2 separate regions of the Mus musculus genome follow, and region 2 is linked to region 1. Evidence: chromatin contacts called from public Hi-C data. All regions are on one chromosome and are shown on one strand. Each heading gives the region's core, a stretch centred on a gene start, on an enhancer-like site or on the middle of the called end of the contact. The rest is flanking DNA. Distances are from core to core; before and after follow the strand shown. Region 1 overlaps App (amyloid beta (A4) precursor protein). Region 2 overlaps App (amyloid beta (A4) precursor protein).

Region 1 (6,456 bases), core at 2,813-5,312:
AAAAGAATCCTGAGAACGTGACAAAGAAGAAATGTATTCACGGTGAGAAAGTCTCTGCAGTGTATACATACGTCTCCACGCTCTTTTGAAAAGCAAGCCAGTGGTTCCCAGCTTTATCTACTTAGGCGAAATAACACATACAGACTGCACTTTAATCATCTTGTTATATAAGAGATGATCTTATATGGTGGGTTAAACGAGGGAGGGAGGGGCAGCTGTGCCTAACGATCTAGAGCACATTTGTTATGTAAGTTAGTGCCAACAGCTCCCTAAATAATTCTTTCCAGGCGGCTTCAAGATAGGTGAATGACCGATTTCCATCGCTAAATCCATCCCTGCTGCAGTTTGCAAAGGCGAGGTAAACTAGAGCAGATAAAATTTTTCTAAGTGGATGTTACTCACAGCGCATCTGCGGCAAAATTAGAAATGGCTCGTAATTAATCCCCTCGCCAACCAAAAATGCTAGCTCAACACATTTATTAAAGGAGATCATTAATTAACTAATGATACTACAGTGAGGTGATCGGGAATAAATGTGAGTCTGGATATATCCCTCCGTCTTTAAGGAAATACTGTAATTCTGTAATATTCATTGCACTAATTATAGTACATTATCTTATCAGCTAGTGCAGTAGAGGGAGCTGATACCCCTAATTGCTGCGGCTGTCATTAGTCACTGTCGCATTATAGAAGTTCATGTAATTACTGAGAAGGGCGTCTATGACACCAGCTCAGGAAAACGGGATCCTGGGTACTCATCTTCCGAGCCACGCCCCGACCCCCAGCCAGCCTTTCAGCAGTTACCCCAGATTTGTTTTGAAACCTTGCAGTTTCAGCCTGCTCAGGAGTGCCTCTGGTTTCACAATAACAAAACAGCAATAAACTTTCCAACGAAAACTACATTTCAGAAGGCTGGGTGCCTTTTTCTGAATAAAAAAAGGAAAAAAAAATTAATGCAAAATTGAATCCCAAGCCAGCTTTAGATTTGCTACAATAATCCAGAATTGAGAAGCCCAACAGTAAAGGCCCTTTCTTTTGGAGATTCATACTAGGATCTACACATTTTATTTACAAACACTGGGAAGATACTTTACAAAGGAATCAGGCTGCAGTCTCCCACACTCCACCCAACCACAGAGCTGGAGTTCTTATCAAGCACCACTATACAGGTATTTTCTTACCGTTTTTAAAATTCCCACTCAAGTCCTTTATTGTGATAACTGGTAACATGGAAGGAACTCTAACGATCTGGAATTTGGCTTATTTGAATTTCTGAGGTTTTGGTAGAGAATTATATAATCTCCGCCTACCTATAAGGAAGACCCGTGCTTCTCTACTCATTCTAATTCTGACATTAGGAAGAAAACCGCCATTGTCTTTAGAGAAACTGCTATCTGCCTTGCCCAAGATTTCTGACTGAGAAGCTGAGGCGGCAAAGTCACCGCTGGGCTTCACTCACCTTAAAGGGTCTCTGCTAACTTTCCCTTGTAAGCCAAAGAAATACTGGGAGGTGGGGAAGCAGTAGGAAGGAGGAGGGGTTGGAATGGACTGAAATTATCCATTTGTAGATGAGAACTTAACCAAGCACTGCGAGAGAGCATCCCTACAACCAAGTACTCCCCACATGCTTATTTAAGACCAATTCTTCAAATAAAACTATCGTGGACCGAGAATGGTCATGACCAAAAGGGTTTCGAAAATCTTGATTTCTAACTTTTTTTTTTTTTTGGTATTTACATAATGAGACCATCTTGGAAACTGGGACCACCTCTAAATGAAATTCACTTATGCTTCCCCCACACAGTAATATCAGAGCCTCATGGACTTGAATTTCTTGTTTGTGGTATCCTGCCTTCCAGTTTGGATATTGGGATTAGATGTGTTTAACCCGAAAAAACCATTTTCCTAGGAAGTCAGCTCACGTAGCTGCAACGTTGGACTGAATTACACTTGTATGTTCCGCCTGGGCTCAGCGGCTTCTGCTCAGCAAGAACTATCAACAGAGCCCCACTTCCTCTCCTTCCTATCTTTGTGAAGATCTAGGCAGGCATTTTGGTTTTATTCCCAGTAGTCCTTCTCAGTTTTGACACAGGACAAGCCACGAGGTGCCACGTATTTCATCTGGCCAGACGCAATCTCGGGGAGAGGCAGTTTATTTTTGCCTACCAGTTTTTGATGGCGGACTTCAAATCCTGAATCATGTCCGAATTCTGCATCCATCTTCACTTCCGAGATCTCTTCCGTCTTGATGTTTGTCAGCCCAGAACCTGCGTCAAACACAAAGTATGCAGGGCCATCCGTTAGTGTGACCGCCAGCCACAAGGAGGCAAAAACTGCCTTAAAGTTCTCTCTTGGCCAGAGCTTTTAGGAAAAACGGATTTAGGGATTTTTCTCAAGAAAAATGACACCCTAGATTTAAACCATTAACCACCACCTAGCAAACAAAAAGACTGAAGAACGCTGAATATGTAATGCCTGTGTGGCCAAACACATGCCATAATTAAAAGGGGAGGGAGGGAAAGGGGGGAAAAATCAATGCTGGTTAAGATGCCAGGTTAAATTGTACCTAAGAAATGTTGACTTGGTTTTAGCGGCTTGTTGTTTATTATGTGTGCACTTTTTATGGGCTGGGACTGCTTAAAGAAAAACGAAATGCACGGCTTTGGAAATGAACTTTAACGACCTGGGAGAACAAATCCATTACTTTGGAGCTTTGTTCTAATTGCAAGTAAATCATGTTCATATTTCTCTGCACGGCGGTAGCACTGTCAGTCACATAATTTGTTTAGCTCAGCATCCCAGCTCTCTAGCTGAACACGCCCCGTGGAATCGCTTCATCCGCTGACTCGAAAGGAGCACACAATGAACAGAGAGCGTCTCTGGGATCAATAGAATTCATTACCTAATTCCTCTTTCTCTATACGTGGCTGCATGGTTCTTGGACCAATTCTTACAGCGTTTCATGATTCAACTATTCATCTGAGGCTCAAAACTAAAAGGTAAAATATGTTTTAGAAATGGAAGTGAAGACAGACAGAAGGGATGTCCGTTTGCATCAGTTGTCGTGTTTTCTGAAGTGATCCTACTGAAGTAGAATCTGAGGCTATGAAGGAAGGGCTTTTAGAGCCACCTCCTCCATGATGTTTCCAATGGAGGCAGGTTCTTAGCACCTACGTGAATTCAAAGGTAGAGGTCAGTTTGCATACCAGAGAGAATGATTTTGTTTCCTACAGATTACTGCAACACGGTCTCCCTGTAACCTACACCGCAGGGCCTGGTCCTATTTCGAGTGAGCCAGGCATCTATCTGTGACACCAGGTAGGTTTGAGCACGTGTGTCAGACATTAAAGGCAAGGCAGTGAGGATTCCTTTCTCTGGCTACACATTGTGAATTCCCGCAACTCCTGTGGGAACTCATTGCCTCTTCTGGGTCTAATGGCTCTTCCAATCTTGTCCATCAAGTATTGGAAAACTTGTCAACCCCCTGCTGACCCTGAAAAGCACAAGGTCATAAGCACTGAGAAAGCCCGTCAGCCAGTCAGCATGGCTTCTGCTGAGAGTGAGTATAATTGACAGACCTGGGCAGTCCATGCTGGGTGTGACTCATCACCACCTCTTGTCTAACTGCCCACAACGCTTCCCTTGGACAACCCACCGTAAACCAGGCTCATGATGAATGCCAATCTGCTCACAGTACAATGCTGCTCTCCCTCGCTTCTGCCTCTGGATCACACTTCCCCATTTCCTTCTAGCTGGGCCTTCCTACTCTTCTGTTCTAACTCTCACAATGACTAGCCACTGTTGTTCAAGTTCCTCTTCATGTGTTCTTAGCCTGGGTTGTAGGGAACTGTACTTGTCTACATATGTGAGTATACAACACACATTTATTATTAATAATGATTTCAAAAAACCAGAACTTTGTTCTTTTGTTCTCCGGAGCAGGGGATGATATGGTATCTATGTAAGTAGAACATGGCAGAACTGATGCCTTATAAAAGGCACCAAAGCTTCTTTCTTATTCCCTCTATTGTACTTCTTGGTGTGTGGGAAGCCAGCTGCCATGGGAAGGTACCGAAGGCTCCTGACAGCAGCCAAGAGAGTGCTTGATCTCTGTCAGCTCTAGCCAGACCTTCAGGAGACCACAGCTTTGGCAGTGTCTTCATTGTGATTTCATGAAAGAGCCTGAGCCAGAACCAGCCAGCTCTGCCCTATGCTAAAATGCTGGCTGGCTGAAACTGCTGTAAGGAGCTAAACGCTTGCTCTATGAAGCTGCTAAGTTCTGGGGCTACTTGTTACACAGCGATAGGTGACTAGGCAACGAATACAAAGGCTTAGCGCTTTCTTTTCTCACGGTGTTCTATCTGAACTTTAATTTCCTTTCATCGGGAGATCATTTTTATTAATTTAGACAGGAAAGACACAACGAGACCTGTAAGTCCCCTTTCTGTTTCATCTCATTAGCTCTGCTTGTTTTCATTCGACAGCCCTTGTCCTTGGATACTACTTGAAGAACTGCAACCTTCTATTTTTACATTACTTAAAAAAATTACCTTTATTTTTTTCATATTATAACTCACTCTGTTCTCTGTACTTCCTGACACTATTTTTTTTTCTAATGTGGCAGTGACATGAATGCTCTTTAAATCACCCCGGTTGCTTATTTTCATCTTCCTCCAAACCTTTATAAAACCTGACCTACTTCCTCGTTAGATCAACAGTGATTTCTTTCTAATGCAGCCTTCCCTCACCACATGCGAGTAGTAACACGGCAGTTAAAGTTACTTCTGAGATTTTAGTGAAAACTTGTAAGTAGTCTTCCCTTTTATATCAGGGGGTGGGGGAGGCAGAGAGCACAGCATTGCGATGAATATGTCAATTATTACGTCCCCATTTAAAACCGTATAAGCTCCTGGTATGGTGGAGAGGACACTGACAGTGTATCTGATGACAGAAAAAGGCAAAAAAAAAAAATCAAATTCACGTCACATGCTAGCACGACTGGCAATGTTCACAGTTCAGTAGTGTAAGACTCAGCAGAAAGAGTCCCTCTTTCACTGCTGTTCAGCACGTAATGGCATTTAGAAGATGTTCTACGCACTAAGCAATATTATTACAGAGAGATTAACAAAACAATAGAACAATGAAATAAATCAATAGGAAAATATCTCTTGGGGTCACGAAACTAGATTGTTAGGCCTGGAGAAGGATGGGACAGGGAATAATGGCGGGGTAGCTTAACACACCAAGTGAAGAGACTGCTGATGTGTTTTCTTATTGTCTGCAAGAGTCCAGTTTTTGCTTGGAAACATTCCAGGAAGAGTGAGTAGCTGGGATTGTCACTGTGTCTAAAAATCGGCATCATTATTGCTGTGGCTTGTGGGTGACACTATCTTCTAAAAGTTACAATATCCTGGTTTTTCAGATAAGAAAGAAAATCATTCTCTTCATCATGGTGATGTGAAACAGGGCATAGAAAGGACTAAGCCAAAACTCACACCCTTGATTTCTTTGTTTCTGAGTGACAAGAAAGATTATTAAAGAGCAATGGTGGAGGGCAATCCTGGGAAGGGCATCTAAGACCGGAAAAGTCTACAGATGCAATGTGGCAGAGTCCAGAGTGTGGATTCCTAACAGGTGGCTGTAGAGTTATTGGAACAGGTGCACAGCGTAGGAAGGTATCAGTCTGAATATGCGGCAGACTCATTGCCAACACAGAAGTACAGATGATAGAGCCTACACAACTCCTCAGACACGGTGAGCAAATTCCATGCTCATAATTGCAGCTTAGCTGGCTTCCGCATGCCTGGTGTATACCATCTTCCTCTTCGGTGGCTATCTTTGGAAGGATGTGGATATATGGATACAGGTCTTACAAGGACAAGCCCAGGACAGTTTCTAATCTAACTGATTTCCTCCTCGCCCTCCCCTGGGCCTTAAATCTCCCACTCCCCTCTCTCTGTGGAAAGCTCCTTTCCAGAGAGTTCCCTGGATAACATGCTCTGTCACCAAACGTCTTTGTGTGTCCTCATATATTCCTGTCCTCCCATCTTTCTCTAAATTCAAAGTGAGTTGTTTTTGATTACATCTCAGGCCCCCGGGAGCAAGAACCTTATCATTTATTCTTTTTGAGTATTCACAGAATTTACAACATTGATGTCTCATGGGATAATACTGTTGTTATTGTAGGCTTTCCCTGTTCTGTAGAACGCCATTAGTTTCTTTTCTCAAAACAGATGACTTTTTTTTGCCAGTGTATGAAAATGCCTTTTACATGTTCAGTTTACATAAACAGAGTGAGAAGATGAGCTGGTTGACTGTGTGAGTGCTGGATTATTTGAACAGGAACAAGTACATCCTTATATAATAGAGGAATGTAATAAAATCGGCTGGATGTACGCCTCAATATTACATTTTATGTTTATAGATAAAAAATAGGTCATCTTTAAAAAAATAAAA
Region 2 (6,958 bases), core at 274-2,773, 94 kb after region 1:
AATGGTGTCCTTACTGACATGAACCATGTCCCACTCACTTACAGAAACAATGAATATAGGCAAATGTTCAAGCAGATGAATTCAGGAGTTGTAGGATCTGGTGAGAAGAAACCTGGATTGCAGGAGAGGGTGGCTGGTAAGGGTAGGTGTTCTGATTTAGACTATCAGGTCATTTTTGGTTTTAAAAATTAGGCAAAGCTGTAGAGTTGTGTTATGAGTTCTTTGTTAATGCACACCCCTTTTTCAGAAAAAAAAAAAGACTTGAAGTAGATTTTCCTAATGTAACAAACAACTTTTCTTATAAATACTTGTGGGTTGATCTGGCATAAAAACTCTCAGTAGCAAAACTGCCATTTGAGGGCCTGCAATTTGCAAACATATTCCCTCTTCCAAGAACCCTATTACAAGTACAATAAAGGTAATTATAACAAAAGAAAGCAAAAACACGGCTATGACTTTTCATATCTATAGTACCTTTTGTCATGGCATCACTGAATCAGGTTGAACGAGGCAAATTATCCTCTACACTGATTACTTCATCAATTCAGATCTACATACACAAAAAGTCTTCTTTTGACTATAGACTTAAAATGTAGTTCCTATTTTATTCTACAATACTGTGATGACACTCTGAATTACCTGGTCAAACACCGTCTAAAAAACTATCTAGTGGAAAATCCAGAAACAATTCATAACCTTTAAGTAATTCTTAGTACACTATCGTTATGATCACTCCATCTTTTTCATGATCTGTTGATAATCTGTCAATGACCTCTTTCTGTGGATGAGTGCACACTCTACAGAAGGAAAGCAACAAAAAGTATATACACAATGTAGTGATGACAGAACCCTATAGGCCGTATCTCCTGCAGATAGGGGAGTAGTTGCCTTGGTGACACATGCTAGCTAGCAAGGCATATCAAATTTTCAGTTAGAAGTTTTCCAAAACAAAATCCGATGTATGTTTCCCTTGGGAAGAAAGCATAAACTCCTTGTAGCAGATACTGTGTAAGTTACCCAAGGTCATTCTCAAGTCCTTCCTCCCCTCCCTTGACAGGAGATGGATAAGAACCAAATAGCCCATTAGTCCACATTGCTGCATCCCTTGCAGCTAGAAGGCCTTGCAACCGGCAATTTCTAAACAACCAGAAGCCAGGCTACATGCCTGTACTTCATGGAGAAGTCACATCCAGATGAAAAGGTAGCCCCTGTGTCTTTGTTTCTTTGCCTTGTTACTCCTAGCTTCTGTGACCACCCGAAAGGCAGAAGCCCCTGCCAGCTACGAGCGGATGGCATTAGATTTATCAAAGTGGACCATCAGTTAAGCACAGCTCACTGGAAAGACTCTGAACCAATCCTGGCGATTTTTGACATTTGCAGCTAAAGTATTCCTTGCTGAGGAAGGATCTCAAACCCAGCTGGAGCCTTAACTTAAAGACTGAGACATCAAAACTGCATGACTCAGGCAATTAAGAGTGAGCTGCCGGTCCCAACCTTGGTTTGAAATTGGACTGAGTCGTCATCACACATTTAGTAATGCCTATTCTGGGTGAGAGAGTCTCTACTAATGGCTCAGTGAGCAACAGGGGACTTGCATAACACTCGCTTCAGAAATTCCAAGGAGAAAGTGACTGGCACAGGCCAGAGGCCACTGGGCAGTTGGGATGAGTCAGGAATATGCATTCATTATGCAATTGGGAACAATATGCAAATAACGATGATCCCAACAAAAGTTCACAGGGACACTGAGTTTTAATGGAGAGGAAAGACAGAAGGAAACCAGGGCTTTTTCCTTAGTGGTTAAATGTGGATGTAAATGAGATCTAGGCAGGTTCAATGTAAATTAATGAATAAATAGGCAATGCAGCCATTCATCCAACCTTGAATGCCTCCATTAGACTATACTCTTTGCCATTCAGTAGTTATGGCATCTTCTGACTTGCTCAGGGTCACTCATGGACACTGCACTTGAAATTCTCTCATGGTCTCCAGAACACACATCCTACCTGCTCATTAGCATATTAATACTTCACATACCCAGAGACGTTTTTTACTTGTTTGATCTTGCTAATGGAGTGGACAACAGGCAGGAAGGACTGGAAGTTCAAAGGTTGGACACTGCATGGGGTGTCGGGTAGGTCTATGTGGTGTACAGATATACATGCAGGTAAAATACAAAAACCAAAAACACCCCAACCATAAAATATTTTTGAAAAAAAAAACCTCTGTTGTTAGGAAGGATCTGTTATATAAAAAATAAACCATGAAAAACAGTTTAGACAAATCTGTGAACTTAGTACTTCCTGGTATCAATTTTTCTTTTTTTATTAATTTTGTGGGTGAGAGGGTATCAGTGTGTTCTGCAGAGCAGCAGTTTTAGAGATGTACAGACATATTTAGTTAGTATGCTCTTAACTGAACTTTTCTTTAAAATATTTCAGCATCATAAAAAAGTGTGGTAGAATGATATTCTGGCAAGGCTTCTAAATCTGGACTATAATTACAGTAAAAGACTAAAGTGCTTTTCTTCCCCCCAAGGCTATCTTGGAAGTAAGAAAAGTGATATATAATATAAAGTACATTGTCCTGACAGCTTTATGATCCGTGCAGGATTAAGTAGAAGCACCTGCAGTGAGAAAGAAAAAAAAGTCCTAGAACCATTCTAAATTCTTGATGTGAGAAAACAAAATCCTGGTTCATCAGAGGCTATGCCAGAAACCTCTGAAGGAACAAATTCCTGAAGATCAGGGTCTTGGTGAGTATGGGTGACCGACCGTGTGCAGATTGCAAATGGAGATCAGGGAATCCATGATCTCTATCCATTTGGACAATAGGCTTCATACTAAGTTTGGGGGCATGTTCAAAATCTGGGGGACATTGCGAGAAACAAATCAGAGAATGTCTCTGCCCTCCTGGTACGCACATCCTATAGACCAAAAAAGACTACGAACTGAAGAAATGGTGGTCTACTGGCACAGTCCAAGGTGATGAGCACAAAAGGGGAACTGAACTCAGGAACACTATCTAGGACAGGCAGGGATGACTAAGGGATGAGCATTTGGACTGTCCAAAGCTGTGCTATGGCCTGCGTGAGAGGCATTTCCCAAACACTCGTGTATGGAACCCTTGGTTCCTAGGTGGTAGCACTGTTTCAGGAGGCCGAGAAGCCTTAAGATTCCACCTCACACCAGTCAGAATGGCTAGGATAAAAAATTCAGGTGACAGCAGATGCTGTCTAGGATGTGGAGAAAGAGGAACACTCCTCCATTGCTGGTGGGATTGCAAGCTTGTACAACCACTCTGGAAATCAGTCTGGTGGTTCCTCAGAAAACTGGACATAGTACTACCAGAAGATCCAGCAATACCTCTCCTGGGCATATACCCAGAAGATATTCCAACCAGTAAGAAGAACACATGCTCCACTATGTTCATAGCAGCCTTGTTTATAATAGCCAGAAGCTGGAAAGAACCCAGATGTCCCTCAACAGAGGAATGGATACAGAAAATGTGGTACATTTACATAATGGAGTACTACTCAGCTATTAAAAACAATAAATTTATGAAATTGTTAGGCAAATGGATGTATCCGGAGGATATCATCCTGAGTAAGGTAACACAATCATAAAAGAAGTCACTTGATATGCACTCAATGATAAGTGGATATTAGCCCAGAAACCTAGAATATCCAAGATACAATTTCCAAAAACACAAGAAAATCAAGAAGGAAGACCAACGCATGGATACTTTATTCCTCCCTAGAATAGGGAACAAAATACCCATGGAAGGAGTTGTACAGACAAAGTTTGGAGCTAAGATGAAAGGATGGACCATCTAGAGACTGCCCCACCTGGGGGTCCATCCCATAATCAGCCACCAAACCCAGACACTATTGCATATGCCAGCAAGATTTTGCTGAAAGGACCCTGGTATAGCTGTCTCTTATGATACTATGCCAGTGCCTGGCAAATACAGAAGTGGATGCTCACAGTCACCTATAGGATGGATCACAGGGTTCCCAATGGAGGAGCTAGAGAAAGTACCCAAGGAGCTGAAGGGATCTGCAACCCTATAGGTGGAACAATATGAACTAACCAGTACCCCCAGAGCTCGTATCTCTAGCTGCATATGTATCAGAAGATGGCCTAGCCAGCCATCATTGGGAAGAGAGACCCCTTGGTCTTGCAAACTTTATATGCCCCAGTACAGGGGAAAGCCAGGGCCAAGAAGTGGGAGAGGGTGGGTAGGGGAGCAGGGTGGGGGAGGGTATAGGGGACTTTCAGGATGGCATTTGAAATGTAAGTGAAGAAAATATCTAATAAAAAAAAAAAGAAGTGGGTCTTTCACGGGAAGCTTTAGGTTATAGCCTGTCCTGGTGTTTGCTCCCAGCCGTGAGAAAAGTATTGAATGAAGGCAGCTGGAGAAGACACCATGAACACAAGCATCTGAGGGACACTGTGCCCAGTCTTCTCTTCTGCTTTCTTTTAACAAGCATAAAACTGCAGGTGATCTGTGAGCTAAATGCTTATCCAGCTTTCTAGGACTGTCTTAAAGTGAGAAACTAATCAAGCCTCTCTCTCTCTCTCTCTCTCTCTCTCTCTCTCACACACACACACACACACACACACACACACACACACGACCTCGGAAAGGAGAAGGAGAAAGGGAAGCTTCCTGCTTGTATGAAAGCCACATTGGTTTCATACGTGACGTAGCCATAGGAACCTGCAACCCTTCTTCTAAGAAAGGGCAGAACCCCTGGGATGCTGGTTGCACCTATGCTCTCAGGAGAGCCTTTCCGGAAAGACCAGACATGTCTTGTTGTCTCATCCCGGAAAAAATAGCAAGAAAGGAAGCTACACCAGGGATCCTCACATACCCCACTTCTTTTTGTTTCTGAGGGTTTGAAGTGAGTAAGGGAGTCTTTTCAATTGGATATAAACTAGAGGTGATATAAATTTAAGCCTATCACTACTGCATCATGAAAGGACTCGGTAGCCAGAAAACTGAGGAATGCGTGTTTAGATAGGAAAAGGGCTTTTCCACTGTGGGTAATTTTTTTTTTCCTTTACCAGCAAGGCCAGTTTCTTGCCTTGATAAGAATTTTCTCAAGAAGTATCTGGAAAACTCAGAGTCAGCACACAGGACACCAGTGTTCCTTACACAGTGCAGCAAGGGTAGATGGAGAGTCACATGTAGTGCGCTCAGTGTGGCCACATCTTGTGTTTTAGGTGAAGTCCCTGACAACAGCTGCTTCTGTGAGTGCTTTGTTCTATCAGGAAGACAGATGACACTAAGTACACAGTAAGTCACCTCATTAGATGTGGCTTCAGTTACTCTCCTTCGGGTCGGCCTCGGACTTAAAATATTTTGTGAAAAGTTTCTGAGAGAAACAATTCATGCATTTTGACTAGCTTTTATTGCCACAACCTGATATAATGGCCCTGTTTTACTACTAGTTATTGTTCACCCTATTTATTATCAGTTTACTATATAAATCAAACATTTTTGTTTCTATATATAAATAATAAATATAAACATATAAAAACAATATATAAAACAATACATATATAAAGTATATAAGCAATATATAACAATTTATAAATATATTTGCATATATATAGAGAGAGAGACAAGATCTGGAGAAGGCAGACTTAAGAACAGAATCAAAATATAATAAAGTGGGAAGCAATATATGAGTACGAAGCTACAGGAAAGAGCACATGGGAAAGGGGACAACAGAGGGCCAAGAGCTCTGTAGGCTGCAGAACACGAGTGAGTGTTCACAGAAAACAGAAGGCAGGCCATGGCTGTACTATGAAAGAGTTTGTTTTCACCGGCTGAAGACTCATCTGGATCCTTATGCACAGGAACCCAGCGTGTAATAAACAAACTTTAAGTCAAAGGATGGAAGAGCGGTCACACATCGACATTCGTGCGCTGGAAGCGGCATGGGGGTCAGACAGGTGACAGAGTGACAGGGGCTGTGTGGAGAAGGTTCAGGAGAAGCACAGCCAAGGAGGCTGAGAAACCATGAGGGGTTTCAGAGAATAACAGAACTGGTGGCCGTCTGGATGGGGCGGGGTTAGTGGGAAGATGAATCTTGTGCTTCAAGATGGAGAAAGGGTAGGGATGGTTACTAATGGCAACGGGATACAGCAGGAAGGCCCAGTGGCAAGGAGCAGACGTTAATGGATCCGGCTTTGATCATGATGGATTTGACATGCTGACAGATACTATTGGAAAAGGATCATCAACAGACAGCTAGAAATGAAGGGCCAGAAATTTGGGCCACGAATACAGTCTGTTTGAATTGGCCTTCTTATGACTCTTAAATACACAGCATTGAAAAAAAAATGAAGAGGTACAATTCCTGAAAGACCACTGATAGTGGAGCAGATGGCCCCTCACTTTGTGCATGGCTAACATGGACCATTTACATTATCACCTGGAGTAGAAACAGAGACTGGCCTTCTGAAGTCTAATTGTACAGCTCTTGTTTCTGTCCCTGATCAACCCAGGAACGTATTTCACGACTGCTGTCAATTCAGAGATCTATGAGAAAGATTTTGAGATGCCTTATAGGTTTTATTCAACAGTAAATATCCCATTTTATTAATTGGGAACAATGTTTTAAACAGCATTATGTGTGAGGAGACATCCCAAGGCCCCCCAGAGGGCTCCTGGAACTGTAGAGAGCACTGAACTCCATACATATTATAGATTTTATCCCTTGCGCACATCTATGTCTCATAAAATTTACTTTTATAAACCAGACATAGTAAGAAACTAATAACTACAAAAAGCAATTAGAACAATGTCCCATAATAGACATTGTATGAATCTGGTCTCTTTTCCACAGTATGTTATTGAACAGTACCTTATGTGACGGTGTAAGATGATATTTTATGGCTTCTCTTGACAATAAACAAACAAATATAAAAGCTGTCAGCATCATCTT

What was found. A called contact is a pair of places that touch in the nucleus more often than the background predicts.
Region 2: a contact with region 1 is called in a Hi-C map of bone marrow-derived macrophages, with 2.3 times the contacts expected there. The contact joins two enhancer-like sites. A contact is called at or near these places in 7 of 484 Hi-C or Micro-C datasets (CD8 T cells, the N1E-115 cell line, bone marrow-derived macrophages and 3 more), 1 of 115 datasets of contacts at active chromatin or transcription factors (microglia) and 2 of 9 other capture datasets (adipose tissue and liver).

The regions. Positions count from the first base shown.
Region 1 is chr16:84,963,504-84,969,959 of GRCm38.p6, forward strand. It overlaps App (amyloid beta (A4) precursor protein), which reads right to left. Exons shown (of 18, transcript NM_001198823.1): 16 at 2,167-2,267. Among named protein-coding and RNA genes, the nearest start is that of Gm10791, 5.5 kb to the right of the region's middle. Within about 2 kb of position 4,063, at least 57 of the 459 cell types and tissues checked have an H3K27ac peak or open chromatin away from gene starts, as enhancers often do. A contact at or near this core is called in adipose tissue and bone marrow-derived macrophages, where this site is marked.
Region 2 is chr16:85,060,323-85,067,280 of GRCm38.p6, forward strand. The region is part of intron 5 of App (amyloid beta (A4) precursor protein); the gene reads right to left. Among named protein-coding and RNA genes, the nearest start is that of Gm10791, 92 kb to the left of the region's middle. Within about 2 kb of position 1,524, at least 20 of the 459 cell types and tissues checked have an H3K27ac peak or open chromatin away from gene starts, as enhancers often do. A contact at or near this core is called in adipose tissue and bone marrow-derived macrophages, where this site is marked.